3 separate regions of the Mus musculus genome follow, and all the other regions are linked to region 1. A link is a contact called in public HiChIP or PLAC-seq and Micro-C data. All regions are on one chromosome and are shown on one strand. The core of a region is the stretch at or near the end of the contact, and the rest is flanking DNA. Distances in the headings are between cores, read along the strand shown.

The links. A called contact is a pair of places that touch in the nucleus more often than the background predicts. HiChIP or PLAC-seq counts read pairs in DNA pulled down with a chosen protein or histone mark.
Region 2: a Micro-C map of the HL-1 cell line shows a contact between it and region 1, with 6 times the contacts expected there. The contact joins two enhancer-like sites. A contact is called at or near these places in 19 of 484 Hi-C or Micro-C datasets (3T3-L1-derived adipocytes, the C2C12 cell line, the F1.1 cell line and 13 more), 10 of 115 datasets of contacts at active chromatin or transcription factors (the NIH/3T3 cell line, astrocytes, craniofacial prominence and 6 more) and 1 of 9 other capture datasets (embryonic stem cells).
Region 3: a contact with region 1 is called in an HNF4G HiChIP or PLAC-seq map of pancreatic cancer cells. The contact joins two enhancer-like sites. A contact is called at or near these places in 1 of 484 Hi-C or Micro-C datasets (cerebellum), 2 of 115 datasets of contacts at active chromatin or transcription factors (heart atrium and pancreatic cancer cells) and 1 of 9 other capture datasets (embryonic stem cells).

What each region holds. Positions count from the first base shown.
Region 1 is chr9:41,478,899-41,481,752 of GRCm38.p6, reverse strand. All of the region lies in intron 3 of Mir100hg (Mir100 Mirlet7a-2 Mir125b-1 cluster host gene), which reads right to left. Among named protein-coding and RNA genes, the nearest start is that of Mir100, 51 kb to the left of the region's middle. Within about 2 kb of position 1,467, at least 83 of the 459 cell types and tissues checked have an H3K27ac peak or open chromatin away from gene starts, as enhancers often do. A contact at or near this core is called in the HL-1 cell line, the NIH/3T3 cell line, adipose-derived mesenchymal stem cells and 6 more, where this site is marked.
Region 2 is chr9:41,807,597-41,810,450 of GRCm38.p6, reverse strand. The region is part of intron 1 of Gm35940 (a long non-coding RNA gene); the gene reads right to left. Among named protein-coding and RNA genes, the nearest start is that of Gm35940, 3.4 kb to the right of the region's middle. Within about 2 kb of position 1,415, at least 60 of the 459 cell types and tissues checked have an H3K27ac peak or open chromatin away from gene starts, as enhancers often do. A contact at or near this core is called in the HL-1 cell line, the NIH/3T3 cell line, adipose-derived mesenchymal stem cells and 6 more, where this site is marked.
Region 3 is chr9:41,764,336-41,767,189 of GRCm38.p6, reverse strand. It overlaps Gm46143 (a long non-coding RNA gene), which reads right to left. Exons shown (of 2, transcript XR_001779341.1): 2 at 2,045-2,854. Among named protein-coding and RNA genes, the nearest start is that of Gm46143, 5.4 kb to the right of the region's middle. Within about 2 kb of position 1,444, at least 95 of the 459 cell types and tissues checked have an H3K27ac peak or open chromatin away from gene starts, as enhancers often do. A contact at or near this core is called in pancreatic cancer cells, where this site is marked.

The DNA.
Region 1 (2,854 bases), core at 218-2,717:
CAGGATATGCCTGTACTCATAGCAATCAGGAGGCAGAGATAAGAGAATCATATATTCCAGGCTAGCATGATACATGTAACACATAAAGTAAATCAAGGGCTAGACAGGTGGTACAAAGCTTACTTAGTGTGCATATATCTAGGGTTTGACACCCAGTGCCACACATACAAAAAATATGCACACAAACACACACATTCATATGCATGCCTATGCATGCATATACACGGGTATGCACATGATATCCCTCTTGCATCTGTCATTCACTCAAGTTATAGAAAGGCAGGGAAATTGGCCCAAAATATGTCAGGCTTATGAATAAACTTGGTTGGCCAGTAAGCTGGCTCAGTGGGTAAGACATCTGCTGTCAAACCTGATGGTGTGTGTTCGATCCCTAGGACTCATAGTGGAGAGTGAGGACCAACTCCTCAAGTTGTCCTCTGGTTTTCACAGGTATGCCATGGCATATGCACATACCCCCTACAAACACGGAGTGCCAAGGAGTAAAAAGAGGCTCTCTTATCATATTGGGTATCCCATACCTGATGCTTCTTTCTCCACTCCCTGAATGGAAACTCCCTGAGATGAGTCTGTTTAGTTGGTTCTTACAGTATTTATTGAGTCCTGTAGAGAGAATATCTTGTGTATTGTATGAATGCATCATCGGTCAAGGAAAAAGCCTATGGCCTATTGCTTAGGCAGAAAATATAAGAAGAGACATCTGGGAGAAGAAAAAATTCTAGGAGAGATTCACTAGGAAGATATGTCAAGACAGACACGTGGTACCTGAGCACAGGTAACCAGCCATGTGGCAGAACGTAGGCTAGACAAAATGGAATATTTTAAGCAATATCTAGTCAGAGAATAGCCTAGCTATATGGCAAATATATTTGTAAGTATATTTTGGATCTGAGTCTTATTTTTGGGGACACAGGACTAGGAGGGAGAACCGGGGCTTAACTTCAACAGAGTCCTCTAGTTAGAATGGACATTCAACCAAAATATGAATCTTCATTCCTAGAACCACGTTCAGGCCATAGAAACCACTAGATTTTGACTTGCTGGGCTGTCAAATAAAGAATGGTCTTTGTTAAGACTCGGTCTCATAGCCCTTCTATAACTATAGCTGCTGCATCCCCCCCCCCCACTCTAGCCCATTAGTGTAGCTTAGAGTTCTCTGGAATGCTTGTGGGACGCGCTCTTTGCGGTCATCATTAGGTCCACTTTCCTAACTAAACTTGGAAGTGTTTTATGATAGGAACTATGTTTCACAACATCACAATTTCTGTGTGAAAAGAGTAAGAATTCAATAAATGCCTCCTGCCCGATAATTGAGAGAATGGGGAGGAATGTTTCTCTTGTAATTACGAATGTTACAGATTTATGACTGAACCTCATATCTCAGACTCTGCCTGGACTTCCAAGTCTTCCATAGACCAAACTGGAGAAGCCGTGAGTCACTCTGCTTGGAGGGGAGGGGCGTGTGTTTGTGCAGGATATGTTTCCCAACCTCGATGAATCATGTGTATAATCGCCCAAACTGCATCCTGTCTGGGGAAGTAACCAAAACCCCTATTTCTGGCCCAATGGCTTTTTGGTTTATGAGTAAATGCCACTGGCATGCCATTAAATAAATGCCCTCAGAAAGCCCTCAGCTAGTGCCATACCTACAATAGTCAGGCTTGTGACAGATCAGTCATGCCTTGAGAACACGAGGTGAAGACCCATCTTTCTCAGCTTGTCTCTCTCTGGCACACTGCTGCCAAGTTCTGACTGAATGTTGTGATGCTCCTTCCCAAACTATAGGTCAAGTCATTCCCTTGCCCACCATCAATGAGCCCAGCATCTACAGAGAAGTTCTGAATTTTGTGTGTGCTGCACACACGTACATGTGCAAGCCTGTGCATATATTTGTGTGGGAGTAGAGGCCAACATCGGGTGCCCTTCCTGATTGATCTCTCCTTGGTTTTTTTGTTTGTTTTGTTTTGTTTTGTTTTGTTTTGTTTTGTTTTGTTTTGTTTTGACGGGGTCTTTCATTGAAGTTGGAGCTCACCAAGTCAGCTAGACTGACTAGCCAGTGAGCCTCAGAGATTCTCCAGTCTCCACCTTCCAAGGACGGGAGTTACAGGCACACACTGCTGCACTCAGAATTATTTTACAGAGGTGCTGAGGATTGGTCCCAGTTTGTCATACATACACAGCAAGAATTTTATCATCTGAGCTATCTGCCTAGTGTGACATCTCACTTTCTTTTAATTCTTAAAAATGTTTATATGTGTAAATGTTTGCCTGTTTGTATGTATGTGTTCCATGTGCATGCCTGGTACCCAAAGAGACCAGAAGAAGGCATTGGATCCTCTAGAATTGACCTTATAGATGGTTATGGGTCACTATGTGGGTACTGAGAACTGAACTCTGGTTCTCTGCAATAGAGAAAGTGCTCCTAACCACTGAGCCTTCGCCCCAGCCCCAAGACGTAACTTTTAAACCTATTGTCCAAGTTCCTCTAGAATCCGAACCCAGGCTATTTCACTCACTTTACTTCCTCTTCCCTCAATACCACAAGCTCCCATTTAACACAGCCAACAGATGCCTTTTCTGAATATACACAAAGCCTCACCTTCACTCTGTGATTTCGTTCCCTCTATCCTTCTTATAACTGCCGTCTCCTCCAATGTCTGAGGGTCAGAAATCTGTATTTCCTCAGACCTCACCCAATAGTGATTTCTCTACCCTGTCCACTGTGCTTGTCTCACAGGGGAAATTAACTTCTCCTTGGAGGACGCTGAGGCTTCTAATGTATATTATAGACACGTGTACACAATTGGCTCTCGGATAAACCCTTGCTTGGAGAAGC
Region 2 (2,854 bases), core at 166-2,665, 330 kb before region 1:
CTTCCATATAATGGTGAAATTAAGGGTATAGTCAGTTTATGTACATAAAAGTCATGCCAGTGTGGCACAATTGTCTCTTTCAACACCTTAGTTGTTGCTTTGTGTGTGTGCAGAGTGTAGTGATGGAAGGCGGCTTGATGCTTCACACACTTGATCTAAGGTCCTACATGTTTATCATCTCCTAATTAGAATCCTCAAGAAGTCACTACATGCATTAAAAACAAAAAACAAAACAGAACAAAACAACTGGTTGTCCAATCATTCTCGGCTTGCTCCTACAGAACATTCAAAAAGGTCTGAAGGTTATGAGGCCATTGACAGGCAGAGCAAAGGAGAAAGGACTGTTTCAGAGCGACCGTGGTTTATCTTGATCTCCGACAGTCTGAACACAGTGTAGAAAGTGAGAGGGTCCATCTGCCTGATTGAGTTCATTAGACAGAAGCCCCATTTCCCTCATTTGGGCAAAGTTCTAGCACTGGGTCTCCAGGCTCGACCTGAACTTTAAGGCAATTAGGCTTTTGGCTGCCTGTCTTCTTGTCCGGGCTATGTTCTTATGCCAGCCCTTAGGAGGCTGCATGTTTCACTCTTCCCTGTGTCTGCAGCTATTCCAACAGTCCAGCAGCCAAATCTTGGCTGTCTATGTCAAAAGTTCTCATTGCATTCCCTTCCAGGCCCACAGGTTTTCATGCTATGGAAAGTATATAAGCCGCCTTGTTCCTGCCTTTCTCGCTCTCCTGCTTTACTGATGAATTGTAACACAGCTCCATTTCTCCCTTCTTCATGGGTTTTCTCTTCTCAGTAGGGCAGGGGAAAACTTTCTTTAAAAGCAACTCCTGGAACATCTCAATCCTTTGGTTCTGCTTGGATCAGAGTAGCCAGTCATTTCCCCATGGTCCTTGGTGGTTTGGTGGTTCTGGCACCGCTTGGGATGATGGAATCTCACTCGGAAATGCTTGCTATGAGGCGTGGCTCAAGCCACTTTCTCTTTCTTCCAGCCAACAGCAAAGCAGCCTGCATTCCTGTGACATTGCTGTGTTTGGGACAGATCCTTTGAAAAGGAAGTGTCCCAACTGGATTTATAGCCATGTTCCTTCTCCATATGTTTATCAACCAAGTTCTTGTGTCCCTCTTGCTCTGCGGGGAGTCTTGAGGCTCCTTTACATCAATGTTTTACATTCTTTCCTGTTTTTCCCCACTCACTCTGAATCCTTAGAGCCCATCCTTTCTTAAGTAGCTCTTCTGTGTCTAGAATCCTGCTTTTCACTATCCTGGCTTTCCATCCCTTCCACGAACTCTTAGCATGGTACCATGGTGCCCTGGAAGGAACATTGAGTGGGTGGCTACATAACTGTGTGACCTCGGGCATGCTACACCACTGCTTTGGGTCTTTGCCTTTTTCTTCTAAACACATGGACTGAATCAAATTATGTTTAAGGGGCCCTTCCTGCTGGGGAAGCATGCTGTGAAGTGTGGGGACTTTCAAAAGCCCTGGAATGCATTGCTCAGCGGAAAATTAGTTGAATCAGTTTGTGGTAGTCTATGATAACAATTCTGGTGACCCTGATCTTCTGACCCAATAGGCTGACTTCTTCCTTCAGTATTCTTCTTAATGCTATCTTAAGATAGACTTTGTGAGTTTCCCAGCTTCATGTGTTACCATTTCTGGCTCTTTCTTATTGATCAGTTCATCACTGGCCACTGAACACAAGTTTTGAAAGTCTTTCATAGTCTGCTTTCTCTTCAGATCTTATAAATCTTTCATTTAAACAAAGTTTTTTTTTCATTCATTCACTCATCCATTTGTTCTCCATTGTACTAGACACTGTCTACAGCTCAGGGAATTGATGCTCAAAGAAATTTAATTTTATTGTTTAAATACTGTTTAGAAAGGACAGCTTTTATCTGCATGTGTCAGTATTGTTTTTAAAACTGTCTTTCAGTTCATTGTATTGGTTTAGAGAGCAAATAAAAAATAAACAAACAAAACCCAGAACTTATTAAAAAAAAGATTTATTCAATTTGGGAGTAAGTATTTCAGGCTGGCTGCAGGTTCCCATGGAAATATTTTGATTCAAATCACTGGATCTGAATCAAACATTAGGGCTTCACTTGGAAACATGGGCCTCACTTAAATCTTCATTGTTACACCTTAAGAATGTCACTTTTTAACATTGCTATAATGACAGATGGGCTGAGTAGGTGTGTGATTCTTACAGTAAGAAAATTAAGGCAGGCACTGCTCAGGAAGATTTTTCTTTGGCTTCTTTATAGTGATTCAGTGAGAAGTAGGCATGAAAAATTACATTGAAGGTAAAACCTCAATATTATGGTCTTCTTTCTTAGTGCTCTATTGCTGTGAAAAGACAGGATGGCCATGGGCATTCATATATGCACATGTATACACACATGCACACACACACACACACACTTAACTGAAATTACAGTTCAGAGGTTTCATCCATTATCATGGTAGAAGCATGACAGCACACAGGTATTCATGGTGCTGGAAATGAAGCTATGAACTTCACGTGTGGATCCACAGGCAGCAGGAAGACAGAGCAACTAGGCCCATCTCCAGTGACACACTTCCTTCAATTAGGCCACACCTCCTAATCCTTTCAAATAGTGCCACTCCTTGATGTCTACACGTTCAAATATAAGATCTTCAAACCCGTCTCTTCAAACCACCACATCAGGCCTTTAGCTTCTTAAAACATGGGTGTAGCTGAATGTGGGGATCAGAAAATTTTAGCAGTGATGTACGGCTCTCAAGCACATAACCATCAAAATTAATTTAAAACCAACCCTATGGTGAACCTGAGGTGTTTCTTGCAGAGTTTGCCTGTACTGTATC
Region 3 (2,854 bases), core at 195-2,694, 290 kb before region 1:
AGAGAGAGAGAGAGAGAGAGAGAGAGAGAGAGAGAGAAAGAGAGAGAGAGAGAGAGCTATAAAGCTTACCATAGTGACACATGCCTAAGAGCACCAGTACTTTCAAGGCAGATGCAGGAGAAGGAAGTATTCAGGACCTTCCTTGGCAACATAGCAACTTTGAGCCAGCCTGGGCTACCTGAAATGTTTTTTGCTTTTTTTTTTTCTTTCTCCACACACAATAGATATAACACCTATTAAACTTGCTAGGTGAGGCACTATAGAGACATTCCCAGCCACCTTTCAAACCCCCTCACAGAGCATGTCACTCTCAGGAAGTGTTAAGTCACGTGTGCTGATTTCTGAGCCTGGGAGAATGGTGTCCTGGGAGACTAGTACTTCATGTCCCAGCAAAGCAGCCTCAGCACAGCCTGGTGTTCTGGCCTGAGTTCCTGCTGGGTGGTGAGAGCCAATCAGCAAAAGCCTCGAGCTGTTCCTCCCCTGAACAATGGAAACGTGGAATGGTGTGACTGGCCAGGTGCCAGGCAGCTGTTCTGTGAGTCCTTGGAGGATAGCAATGGTCTCACATTGCAGAGAGGGATTTAGTTAAACCTGAAGAAGTATTTCCTGAGTATAGGCACCACGAGAGGTTGGAATGTAAGGTTAAGAAAGGCTTGAATGCCTTTCTTTGGGAATAGTGAAAAAAGAAGAAGGGGGAAAAGCTCCCCCAATCCATCTATGTGAGTGCTGTGCTGCCAAGAGGCAGAAAGATGGATTTGTTCCTTTGAGAGCAAGGAGTTGTCAGTATTGAGAAACAGGGTCTGCTTCTTCTCTCCCCTCACCTTTCATAATAGAGAACTCTTCAGTGCTCCCACAGAGCACCACAAGCCTCACCTGCTCTGATAACTGACCACACCATGCTTCTCCCCTCCCTCCCCAAACATCTGCTTCAGCTCTTTATCAGCATCACTTAACTGTACTGAGTGTGTAGCCTCCAGTGTGTTCAGGAAATGGGGTTCCCTGAAGCAAGAGACCAACCTCAATTAAAGCTTCAGGTGTCCAAACAGACCGTGGAATACACCACGAAATGTCACCTGAACTGCCTTCCCTCTGTGAGCAAGCAGCACTTACTGTGGGTTTTTCTTTGTGACTACATTCCCCAGAATTCTGTCTGCTCCTCCACAGCAAATGCATCCTTATTGGCTTTGTGAGTTAAGGATATGCAAAACCTTGTACTTCATTGTCTTACTCCTGCCAACAGAATACGTGCAGGTAAAAGTCACTGGTAAATCCCCCAGATGAAAGATAAATGAAGCTTTTGAGAGGTACAGTATTGGCGAGGCCTGGATCCACAAAATCGTTAACCTTTAGAATTGTGGAAGTCGTCAACCCAATGGTAAAGGGTGTGGCTTTCTACAAACATTGTGGTGAGCACCTTGGCGGAATTTCCAGCCCCACACAATCTCTCACAAATGACCTCACTCATCCAAGTGTTTTCAATCCTCTTAGCATCCTACAGACACACTTGGTCCTGGCCTGCTAAGAACAAAGTGCCGATGCCTCGGTTCAAGCTCAAACACTGTGTTTTCGAGGCTTGATCTTTATCTACTTCAAGGTCAAGACTATTTAACTGTGGGTTTATTTCATGGAACTGTACCATTTGCTGATTTCTTCCCAAGAGATCTTTGGAGTATTTCCTGGGCCTTTGGATCTATGAACAGCATGCTCGAACTAGAGGCCAAGAATCTGGTTTTTGTTTTTGTTTTTGTTTTTTGTTTTGTTTGTTTGTTTGTTTACAGCAAATGAAACTAAAAGTGCTTTAGATTTTAGATTCAAAAAACAGTTGGAGATATACCCATATATATATATGTGTGTGTGTGTGTGGTTGTGTGTATGGTATGTGTGTGTTTGTGTGTGTATGTGTGTCTGTCTCTGTGTGTGTGTGTTTAGATATAGATATATTTGGGACAGCAACCATGTCTAGACATGCAGTCATTTGCGTGTAATTTGTGTGTGAGGCCTGTTGTTGATGTTGCTGTAATAAAACACCACGACCAAAAGGGACTTATGAAAGATAGAGTTTATTTTGACTACAGTTTCAGAGGGGGAGTCCATAATGGTGGGGGAGGCATGGAAGCTGACAACGGGAGCAGCAAGTCCAGAGATCACTCCTGCAAAGACCAAACCCAAAGTAGAGAATGAAGCAGAACTTGGGCAAAGCTATAAAACTCTTAAAGCACCCCATCTCCTCCAGTGATCTTCCTCAAGTCAGTGCCACCTCCAAAGGTTCTATAACCTCCCCAAGCAGTGCCACCAACTGGGCAGTAAATGCTCGAATTCTTGAGCCTGCGGAGATCATTTCCTGGGCAAATGACCACAAGCTCTATGTGACTTTTAAATTAGCATCTTCAGAACCTCCACCATGACCTGCCATCCCCACTCCTTCCAAGGGAAGGGGTGGGAAGAGAGGTTGAACTCCCAATACTTTAAGATTTGGGAGACCTCTTGCCTTTTCTCTTCATCAAGGAGCCAAGTGTTGGTTTGACCACTGTCTCTATCTGCTGGTTCTTTTCCCACTAGGCTCTGTTATCAACAGCTCATCCAAAGCAAAATTGCCACCAATTGGAGTGGGAACATTCCATCTGTGTTCAAATCATCTCCTCTCCCCGGGTGCCGTGCTCTGTGCATGGAACATGCAGGATATCTAAGAAATGACAGATTCTGTTGTCACAGTCCCAGAACCACAGGAGCAGGAGATCAGTAGAAAGTCACAACCAACCCCTGTTGTTCACTGGAAAAAACTACAAAAGCCTCACATGAGGGAGACATCAAATAAAGTAACTTAATTATTAATTAGCTAATTTGTTCAAAAAAT